3 separate regions of the Mus musculus genome follow, and regions 1 and 3 are each linked to region 2. A link is a contact called in public Hi-C data. All regions are on one chromosome and are shown on one strand. The core of a region is the stretch at or near the end of the contact, and the rest is flanking DNA. Distances in the headings are between cores, read along the strand shown.

Evidence for each region. Hi-C and Micro-C count contacts between places; a contact is called where the count stands out from the background.
Region 1: a Hi-C map of cerebellum shows a contact between it and region 2, with 4 times the contacts expected there. The contact joins two enhancer-like sites. A contact is called at or near these places in 2 of 39 promoter capture datasets (hippocampal neurons and liver), 4 of 484 Hi-C or Micro-C datasets (cerebellar granule neurons and cerebellum) and 2 of 115 datasets of contacts at active chromatin or transcription factors (embryonic hindbrain and neural tube).
Region 3: a Hi-C map of cortical neurons shows a contact between it and region 2, with 5 times the contacts expected there. The contact joins two enhancer-like sites. A contact is called at or near these places in 1 of 39 promoter capture datasets (hippocampal neurons), 10 of 484 Hi-C or Micro-C datasets (cerebellar granule neurons, cerebellum, cerebral cortex and 4 more), 3 of 115 datasets of contacts at active chromatin or transcription factors (astrocytes, embryonic forebrain and forebrain) and 1 of 9 other capture datasets (embryonic stem cells).

The regions. Positions count from the first base shown.
Region 1 is chr13:84,403,058-84,406,423 of GRCm38.p6, forward strand. No RefSeq gene overlaps it. Among named protein-coding and RNA genes, the nearest start is that of Gm41011, 61 kb to the left of the region's middle. Within about 2 kb of position 1,659, at least 23 of the 459 cell types and tissues checked have an H3K27ac peak or open chromatin away from gene starts, as enhancers often do. A contact at or near this core is called in cerebellar granule neurons, cerebellum and neural tube, where this site is marked.
Region 2 is chr13:84,057,920-84,061,327 of GRCm38.p6, forward strand. The region is part of intron 1 of Gm17750 (predicted gene, 17750); the gene reads right to left. Among named protein-coding and RNA genes, the nearest start is that of Gm17750, 5.2 kb to the right of the region's middle. RefSeq lists an enhancer at 312-3,155. Within about 2 kb of position 1,557, at least 74 of the 459 cell types and tissues checked have an H3K27ac peak or open chromatin away from gene starts, as enhancers often do. A contact at or near this core is called in cerebellar granule neurons, cerebellum, cerebral cortex and 5 more, where this site is marked.
Region 3 is chr13:83,654,345-83,657,734 of GRCm38.p6, forward strand. Mef2c (myocyte enhancer factor 2C) reads left to right here. Exons shown (of 11, transcript NM_001347575.1): 8 at 254-277; 9 at 1,163-1,292; 10 at 1,873-2,008. It overlaps Gm52044 (a long non-coding RNA gene), which reads right to left. Exons shown (of 3, transcript XR_003950630.1): 3 at 1-3,390. Among named protein-coding and RNA genes, the nearest start is that of Gm52044, 6.3 kb to the right of the region's middle. Within about 2 kb of position 1,942, at least 37 of the 459 cell types and tissues checked have an H3K27ac peak or open chromatin away from gene starts, as enhancers often do. A contact at or near this core is called in cerebral cortex, cortical neurons, forebrain and 2 more, where this site is marked.

The DNA of each region.
Region 1 (3,366 bases), core at 409-2,908, 350 kb after region 2:
CTTCCACCACCCAGTCTACATTTGAATCTGTTAACACACTCTGGTAAAATAAGAATACCATTGCAAGCCTCCCACATAAGCCTGAAGCTGACCAGAATCAGGTGGGCTGCAGGAAACTGTGGTTGGCTAACCTGCTGACATGGGGCATGCATATTGGGTATAACTGTGGTAACTGTTTGCTCCTTTTGAACATAAAAATTCTGATTTTTTTGGGGGGGGGCGGGGTTTCGAGACACGGTTTCTCTGTATAGCCCTGGCTGTCCTGGAGCTCACTCTGTAGATCAGGCTGGCCTCGAACTTAGAAATCTGCCTGCCTTTGCCGCCCAAGTGCTGGGATTAAAGGTGTGTGCCACCACGCCCAGCTAAATTCTGACTATTTTTAGTGATCGTGTGGTTACTAGGCTCGCAGGGTCATGTGTATAGAGTAACTGTGAAGTCCAGCGCAGTGATTTGCCTAGATTTTGCATCAGGTGTGAAGATACCAGACATCCTTCAGAGGGAAGCCTTCTGAGGTCATGTTATTTGCAAAATTCTCGATGCAGCTTTTGAAGGTCCTAGGATGCCTCACAAGGAGAGAAGACTGTCTCCCCTTGTTCCTGATGTACTCAGTATTTTTCCCCGTAGCTCTTCTTTCTCCTTAAGCATGCAATGGACATCAACAGCTTGCTAAGAAGGTTTAAAACTTTTCCTCTTTCAAAATAAAGATTGTGAAATGCTTTTTATTTTATATCAGAAAAGAGTAGTGAAATGAGAACATACGTAGTAAGATTATGTAAAAATCTAGGAAAATTGAAGAAGCATTTCTGTTTAAAAAAATAACGACCACTTTGAAATAAACATCCATAGTAATAATTCTACATATGTTTTTGACTTGGAATTATAATAATGGCAACTCTGATTTGGATGATACTGAGAATTAATTCATAGCATATATATATTTCCTTTAAAGAGCACCCAACAGCACACAAACACTGGCACAGGGGAGAGGCTACACTTTCAAGTTGGGAAAGTAGTTTTGGCTTGGTTTCTATATTGCACATCTTAAACTTAGTGTTTGGTGTGTACTTGGGTAACCTGGGTGTATTGGTTATAACCTCTGTTAAGAGATAGCTCTTACAAAATTGTAAGATTACAGCAATACATAATTATTTATAACCCTTGGCTCTCAGTTGTTTTTTAATTGATTTTCCCCAGGAAAAACTGACATAAGTGTAGCTTTCTATTAAAGTGTATTTACAATGATGATGATGACAAAAACAAACAAAAAGAAAATAGAAAAGAAAGAAAGAAAACACTAGCAACAAGAAACAACCCAGGCCACTTACAAGTACACAGGCACATGCACACGCCCATTAACACAACTCATTCCAGTCCCAGATTACAGAGAACTAAATTAATCTGCTAATTTCAAAGCAGTATTCTGCTCTGGTCATCTCACTACATGGCTGTTTCTTTGTAGGACAATGTTAGACACAGGCTAACTGGGTTAATTGCAGCCACATGTAGATTGTCTTTTTGGATGACAAGACACTGTCTTACAATTGATCCACACACCATTGGGGGACTAATTCTGAGCTTCCTTTCGGCTCCGTGCTCATCCAGTGACAGACCGCAGCTACCTCCAAGCTCTGGGCCACATTCGCCCGGGCTTGTCGGGAGTGTGGGAACAGACACAGAGCTGGGTCAGAGGGCACGGAGCCAATGTCGCTACATGTGTGTCTCGCCTTTTGTGCGGCTCTGGCTTCGTCCTACTTTATGCAGATTTCACTTCTGCGAGGTCCAGATTGTGCCATATGGGATCCCTGTGTATGACCAGCGAGGCTACCTGCCTGTGAGAACTGTTCTGATGAAGGACTATCCGAGGAACTGCGGCCTGGGCAGTTGTTTTTCCCAGGAGATGGTCACATACAGAGAGAATTTTTGTAAGGGGGGCTCAGGGGCGATGTCTGGGGCCAAAGCCATCCTCAGTGTCTGGGAAAAGAATTGTGTGTCTGGTTCTTTACTGAGAGTGAGCATGGAATTGGGGACCTTTAAGGGCATAGCTTTCTGAATAAAAATGGTGTGTTGTTTCTTTGTCCGTCTCGTCGTTTCCCCCACTTTTTTCCTCACTTTTTATTGCTACTTTTTGTGTGACTTTTTATTACCTTCATGAGTTATGATGTTTGCTTTCCTTCTACCTGATGATGCTTAATGTTAAAGCTTCATATTAGCATTTTTTCCCTGATGGATTTGGGTCCTTGGCCTTTCTCTTACTTCATTATCCGATATAAAACATTCCATCTTTCCCCTTCTTATCCCTCAGTCTTTGTCTCTGCCTCTCCTTTCCAACTGCTACTCGTTCTTAACTTCTTAGCTTTCTGGGTTATATGGTTTCATCTAACTATTTTTGAGAGAAGTGCTCATTTTATAGTTACTAAATAAAAAAAAAAAAAAAAAAGAAAAAACATGCCGTCTCCCCTCTCTTGTCTGCTCAGTCTTTTTTTTTTTTTTAACCTCCTTACCCTGTCTATAAAACATTTCTTCTTCTCATTCATTATTTGACTCTCAGAAGTAATCCTTCCTACCTCATTTAAGAAGGAAGGTTTCTAAACATTAATGTCCCACTTCCTAGTTGTTACCTCACATCTCTCTCTCTCTCTCTGGCTGTTGTGAAACTGCAGATTTTGTTTTGTTTTTTGTTAGTGCTCACTGCTGTGTGTGTAGGATCCTGGCTTTTTAGAGTGGAGGTTTTAGTGCCCCACGTAGAAAACCACAGAAAGGAACAGTCAGAGCCCTGGTCTGATTGTTAGAGCTCTTTAGCCTCTTTCTTAATTTTTGATTTATTTAAATATGTCTCAAACTCTGCTCTGTGCCCCTCCAGCCTAAGTAAATAAACACCCACTTGTACGTGTGACTAACTTTATTCTTCATTTGAAATTCTTCATTTAAAATAACTCCTGGGAAGGTTATAGGGGCACCTATGTATTGTGGTAACCTTTCTTTGTGAGTTATAACAAAAGATGAGACATAGACGCTCTCCTCTGGCTTACGTTTCACTTCAGTGGGAATTTTTTTTTTTTTATAACACACACTATGCTTTTATTAATGCTGTCGAAACTCTCATTTTCCCCAAATACTTGGTGATACTTATCTGATTTTTTATAATAACAAATTCATTTCTTTATTTTGAGATGTAGTCTTGTATTAAAATATAAACACTACTGGGTGGACAATATATTCAGTCACTGATGCCACTTAAATATTTTCTCCCAAAGGATTCAGTTTTGGACACTAAAATTTCACAAAGGAAAGTTACAAATTGGGGGAAGTTTAGCAAAATTCAAGGTACAATAAATTTGGATTTTCCTATTTATGTCCTGAGCAAAA
Region 2 (3,408 bases), core at 307-2,806:
AAATATTCTAGTTTAAGAAATCAAGAAAAATGAAAATCATTACTTAAAGAATAAAATAAAATATACATCATTAAAATGAATAATGCATAGATTATTGATAGAAATGTTTATAATCTAAAAACTTCCAAAACACTGGAATTAAAACTGTCAGAACCCACCGCCCCCAATGAAAATGCAGATTTGAAAGTTGATAATAATCTAACTGCATGCAATTATTTTGTTATCTATGGACACTGTTGAGATGTTTACATTAATTAAGAAGCCCATTTTTATAGCCATTTTTTAATACCCAGAAAAATGAGATTGGGAAAGAAGCTGGGCTACTGAGTGGGTATGTATTCCTGAGAGTGTGTCTGGATTTGTTTTTCTGTTTGGGGGGCTTGAATAACCCGTCCCTGGTGCAATAAAGAGAGATTTGTCTCCCTGCTTTCTAGCACTTTGGTGATGCTAGAGTAGGGTGCCAAGTAAGTTAAGCAAGTCTCCCATCCGCATCAGGAACCACCTTAACCTAGAGAGCTATCAAGGAAAATACTTTGGGATCTAGATGCTGGCTTTGACCAACTGTAGGAGGCTAAGAGGCAAACAGACCCACCAAAGTCTGACAAAGGCAAGAAGTCCCTGAAGACACAAGGCAAAAAGACAGAGCAACAACCCCATAGAAAACTACACTTACAGCAGCTCAGAAATACACAAATACCGTTTAGAAATGGCCTAAAATTCTCACATGGGAACAAAAGGTTAACTATATGATTAAGAGATATATTGTTCTGTTTTTGATTTAAAAAAAAAAAAAGAAACACAATTTGTGACTTCATATTTTTTTCCTTTCATCTTATAAAATTCTCATTCTGAATTTGAGCATGGGTACGAGAAGTACGGTAATTAACAGAGTCAACAATACAATATTTTAACAGAATATCCACCTGCAGCTGGTTCTTTGCTTATAATTGTTTCATTATTCATTTTATTTCTTGAGCACGCACTGGTGGAAAGCAAAAGAAAGGCATACTGTAGGCCTCCCTGAGATGAAACACTGTAGCAAAAGCTGAGTTTTATACTTGGTTTTCAAACTATTGAATAATATCCTATGAGACCTCTTAGGTCTTAACTGGATTAAAATGAATATATTTGTGCTCCTGCTCTTCAGTTAACTAATGTGCATGTGAATTGACGCTGCGAGGGAGCCACACTGAGAGTAGATGCAGGGGACAGGACGAGTGTCGCTGTGCAAAGGAGTGAGCAGGCTGCCTTTGCCTCCGACAAAATGAAAATGAGCAGGCCTTGGGGTCTGGTGCATTTTGTCGGGGCCAGAAGAGCAGCTGAGCTGAGGGATGAAGGGGGAGGGGAAAGGGTGGTGGTAAAAGGGAGGTGGAGAACAGGGTGTGGGGTGTGTGTGTGTGTGTGTGTGTGTGTGTGTGTGATCACTCTGAGGTTTTAGTTATGACTGTGGTGCTTGCGGTTTTTGTTTAGTTGTCTCGCAGCATAAACAGCCTTGAGCTTCAGGTTCAGGGTGGAGTGCATGCAAAGGGAATGTCAACGTAGTTCTCTTTCTGTCCTTTCCCCGTGGTTGCTACTCAGAAAACTGTGGCTGGGAAGGAGTGGGATGGGGGGGAGGTGAAGTAAAGAGAAGGGGGTCTGTCTGCAGCTGCCCCTCTCACACTTGAATAAAAGAACTTTTTTTTTTCAGGGGTAGGGAAGCTGTGAATACCTTTCCCAATAAGAGATGAGGCATATTGAAAACTATATTAAATTACCCTGATTAACAATTTAGCCACGAACAGGGGAGCTTTGGGAGATCTCTATAGGCAGGACTGGGGGCTATTCATGCCAGCAGCTAAGAGGTCGAAAGGTTTCTGAAGTTCACAGGCTCAGAGCCTTTGTTATGCTAACAGACAATCTCAAATCAGCTGCCTAGTGGAGTGTGAAATATAAATGATTCCTTGAGAACTTCCAGTAAGTTGTCACTCTTGCTCTCCAAATACCAGGACAGGCTGCTAATTTCTAGCAGACCCTTTTGCAACATCGCTAGCCCTAAATGAATGCCTTTGTAGTTCAAATAATCTTTTCAAGGGAGCTGTCCTATCATCATAGCCCAAACGCATCTTGGTTTTGACTATTAAATGAAAATCAGAGTTCAGCCCTGCTTGACTTTTCCAAGCAGCCGATGTTTGGGAAGGGTAGAGGCAGCTCTCATGCACAAGAAGTTAGCACCCACTGCAGGAGGGCCAGGGCATTAATAACAGCTACAGCCATGACTACCCCAACTCCAACCCCCACCCCTACCCCTACCAGGAACAAAGCTCCTGGAGAGATTTACAGGGGGCTCCCCTCAGGCTGGACTACCTTCTTCTTTCAACCATACCAAGTCTTCTCTGATTTATGGACCCTCTGTCCAACAGGACAGCCAGCTGACCTGTTAGCATCTCACTGGTCACTTTGAAGCAGCAACCTTAGGGATGAATATATTCATTCTTTAGGGCAGATGAGGCCAAGAAGAAGAGGACAAGGTGTATGTCCAGGCTGTGCCCTTAGTATCAGAAGCTTGTGCATATTTTTTCCTTTTCCCATAAGTGTAAAAGCATGGCTTAAGGTCTTGGGTAGAATCTGTGAGCATGTCCAGAGAACTGTCTTAGCTCTTCACATCTGAATCTCAAAGCTTTGAAAATAAGGAAAAACACTACCAGTCCAAACCTCATATAAGTTCTGAGAGCAACAATGAGAATGTACTAAGGGAAGTATGGCCAAATCAAGCGATCTAGTAGAAAAGGGTAGGGCCAATTTAAAAAATAAAGAAATCACAGAAGAGAGGGCAGAGCAAAGGCTGAGAGGCACCCGTCTCCATGAGTCTGCACAGAGAAACAGCAGCAGGCAACCTGGCCCTTAACATTTGGGGAGAGGATTTCTGACTTCACGGTCCTCAACTTTTTGTTGAAACACTAAAAGGTCCATAACATCTCTGAATTCTCCAAATAGGGCAAGGCTGATTTCTGGGGCAAATAAAAAGTGTGTGGGGAGGGGGGGGGGGGAATCAGATGATTGTATCTCTGAATACATTCTCACAGTAAGTTCTTAAACATGAGGTAACATGTGAGCAATAAATTGAAGACGCTCTCAGAGTCTTAGAAAGAGATCTATCCATGCAAAGAGCTGAAGGCCGGCATGCTCCTCATCCTCTTCCAACTACAATTTCTAACTACTGTTGCTATAGCAACTTATGTAAACAAACACTTTTTTCTTTCTAAGGTAACTAGGACTTAGGACCATGCATTAAAACATAAATGACTGAACAATATGAATGGCTCGGTATCTCCCAACAGCTTAAATGTTATATAGCTATGCACTCAAATGTTATTTTTTACAAATAATCAGTATACAAAGTCAATCTGAAAAGAACTCTGAGATTTAACT
Region 3 (3,390 bases), core at 692-3,191, 400 kb before region 2:
AGTAAACAGAGAGACAATGACCTGTGCTGCAAACAAGATAGACAGTCTTCAGGTTTGAGACAAGGAACACCTCACTAAGAGAAACAAAGAATGTCTTTGTTAAGGAGTTGTCTTTGGCATCCCGTGTGCCAAGCTGTTTAAACTGTTGCGTCTATCAGAAGATGCATCTCCTTTTGCTAGAAAGATTTTCACAGTTATAAATATTTACAGACACTAATTAATAAACTCCTTCCCTCCTTCCCCATGCTCTCAGTCTGAGGATGTGGATCTGCTGTTGGTAAGTGGGAAGGACTCGTCCCTTGAAGGGCATGCTCGGGAAGATAACAGAACTACCTCAGTGAAAGGTGCTAGCTGTGATCAAACAGAAAGATTTTAAAACTTACCTCAATAAATGAGGGTACTGATTATGCTTAAACACCATTAATTTCTAGGATCATTGACAGCCTGTGGAAAGCATAGCTGGTTTTTGTAGGCCTTTTTCCTCTGTCCCCACCTTTTACCTAAAGACCATGTTTTAAATATTAAGACTGAACTTACTCTAAAATAGAAACACAAAAATGCATCTTTAGCTATTAAATAGTAAGACACTTATTCTTTCAAAATTTAAAATACCAGGATTTTGAGCGTAAGCATCCTTTACCTCCTGGCTATTAGGAGTTAAATACTGGCATTAGCTACTTTGCCATCCTTTTGCAAGGAAGTCGAAGCAGAAGAAAGTGGTCATAGCGCCACCTGCTGGCCATAACATAGCCTGAATCATATCTATCAGCTCTGCTGTACATAGAACTGATCACAAAACCCACTATGGTTGATTTTAATTTTTTAATTTGCATTTGAATAAAACTGAAACAATAGCAGTACAGTATACATATTTCATCAGTTCTCAACGTAGTCTGTTTTTACCCATAATAAAGCTATGGTACTTGTTACTAGTTCAGTTGCCTAGGAGATACTGATGTAATGGGTTACTATGGCAACAGCTGGTCTCTTGAAGGATTGTAAATGATAGGGTTGGCAGAGTTCATAGAGACACATGTTAAATGATTAATTTCATGAGCTTTGTACCAACTTATTTCTTTATGTGAAAAACTAATAGTGAGACCTAATATTTTTAACTTTTTAAAATCTGCCACCAATAATGTCTTTTTATTTACTTTAAAAGAATCAAAGGATAAATAACTCCCAGTCGGCTCAGTCATTGGCTACCCCGGTGGTTTCCGTAGCAACTCCTACTTTACCAGGACAAGGAATGGGAGGATATCCATCAGCCATTTCAACAACATATGGTACTGGTGAGTAGCTTTGCTATGTGCAAATATTACAGTAAACACTTTAAAAAGCATATTTTAAAAGTTATTTTCTTTGCCCTGTTGGGAGCTCGTGTGGGGCCTGTGTCCAGAATGCATGGTACAAGCACCTCTGTCTTACTCAGTGATCTACAGTGCTCCTTTTTAAGTGATGGGAAGTTTTATTTACTCAAATCGAATTCAATATTTCAAAGAAACTGAGCTACTGTCTCTTTAATGTAGTAGAACACTCACTTTCTTGAAGATTTTTAATGTAAAACCTATTTCTAGATCATAAAATATATAGATCCTTTACACTTTTAAACAAAGCTAGTATAATGTGCTAACATTTCAGGATCTATTACTGTGGATCTAGTGTGACATCCTTACTCAGATGGATAATATTTTTTTTTTCTTTTTAAATTCAAATTATCCGTGGTGTTTTATTTTCTTCTTTTCCTAAATCAAAAAACTTTGATTCAAAGTATGTTTTAGAGGTTGAAACTGTGTGATTTTGCTTACCATTTGACAGTCTAATTGTCTCTCTCTCTCTCTCTCTCCTTGCCGCTCCTTCGCTCCCATCTAGAGTACTCTCTGAGTAGCGCAGATCTGTCATCTCTGTCTGGCTTCAACACTGCCAGTGCGCTCCACCTCGGCTCTGTAACTGGCTGGCAGCAGCAGCACCTACATAACATGCCGCCATCTGCCCTCAGTCAGTTGGGGTAAGCAATAGTTATGTCTTTATTTCATAATCAGAGACTGTATCTTTTACATGATAGAAGTCTGTCTTCAACAATGCGCTTTCATGTCCATTAAAGGGCATAACATTTGATTGCTGGGAAAGCCACTTTCTGATCACATATTTCAAGTAGCTTAAATATTCCTTCCCGTGTTTGTTGGTGAAGGGCGAGTGCTAACAGTTAGGCACATTCTTTATATATAGCCTTTCCTTAATACTCTAGGGTCTGTTTCCTCCTCCTTCTGTCAGTAGTGGAGGTTTGGGTGAGGTTTCTGAAGTTTTTATGGGAAATTGAAAGTATTTATAGTTTTTTTTTTTTTTTTTTTTTTTTTTTTTTTTTTTTTACATTTTTGAGCTGAGGTTCTCATTTAGTACAAACTACATGATTTCCTCTAATATGAGTCTACTGTACATAGAATCAAGTGTTGAATTTCTATTCGGGCGTTAAATGTGTGTAACATATATAATAGCATAGGTTGTCTAGTTATAGCCATTGTGTTAAAATATATGCACAAATACTAATTAGCACATGCAGTACTAATTACTGAATATTGGGCATAAAAATAACTTTTGTTGTTTTCTGGTCAAAGTATGTATCTTTCTGCCCCCTTGTGGTTGCTTTGAGGTATATCTTTGTCATAGATGACTTCTGTCGTTTATCTATAGAGCGGTTTTCAGAAATGCCCTGAATCTACAATTTGCACCCCTTCATATAAGAGTGATACCAGACACCTCACTTTAATTTGAACTAATAATTCCAGAACTCAGCTAATCCTCAAAAGAAAATGGAATATAACTACTTCAAGATAAATTATCATATTTTACCAACATCCTACGTGCTCTCCCCACTTTCAGTTTTCTACTAAGCCACTTTAGTTACCAATTAACTAACTAGTCTTGTATCTGTATGCCTAGGGAGGTAGTGATGCAAACAAGCATCACTAATCATTACTACAACTCGCTGTTCTTGCCCCTTTGTCTCCCCTCTCCCACTGAACATCATTTGGTATGGACAGAACATAGACCAGAGTTCTGAGATACCATTCAGCAGTCAGCACTTGCCACGGCCACCCCATTGACTACTCACTGCCATGGAAAACCTAGCCTTCTGTGTGTGCAATGAAGCAAATCCACATGGCATCATGGTTGTGCTTTCTTGAAAGAGTGTTGACATTGAAGATGTATCAAGGCTTTTAACATATTTTACATTTTACATTTTATACAATGAGTTTCTCTTTTTAAGACATTTAAACTTTCCCTCCAGTGCTAATTATGTAAGTAGATTCTGGCTGCAATAACTTTTTATTTTCTGGAAATTGCCACCAAGTTCGTAATACTATCCACAGGAGTTTACATACGTAGTCA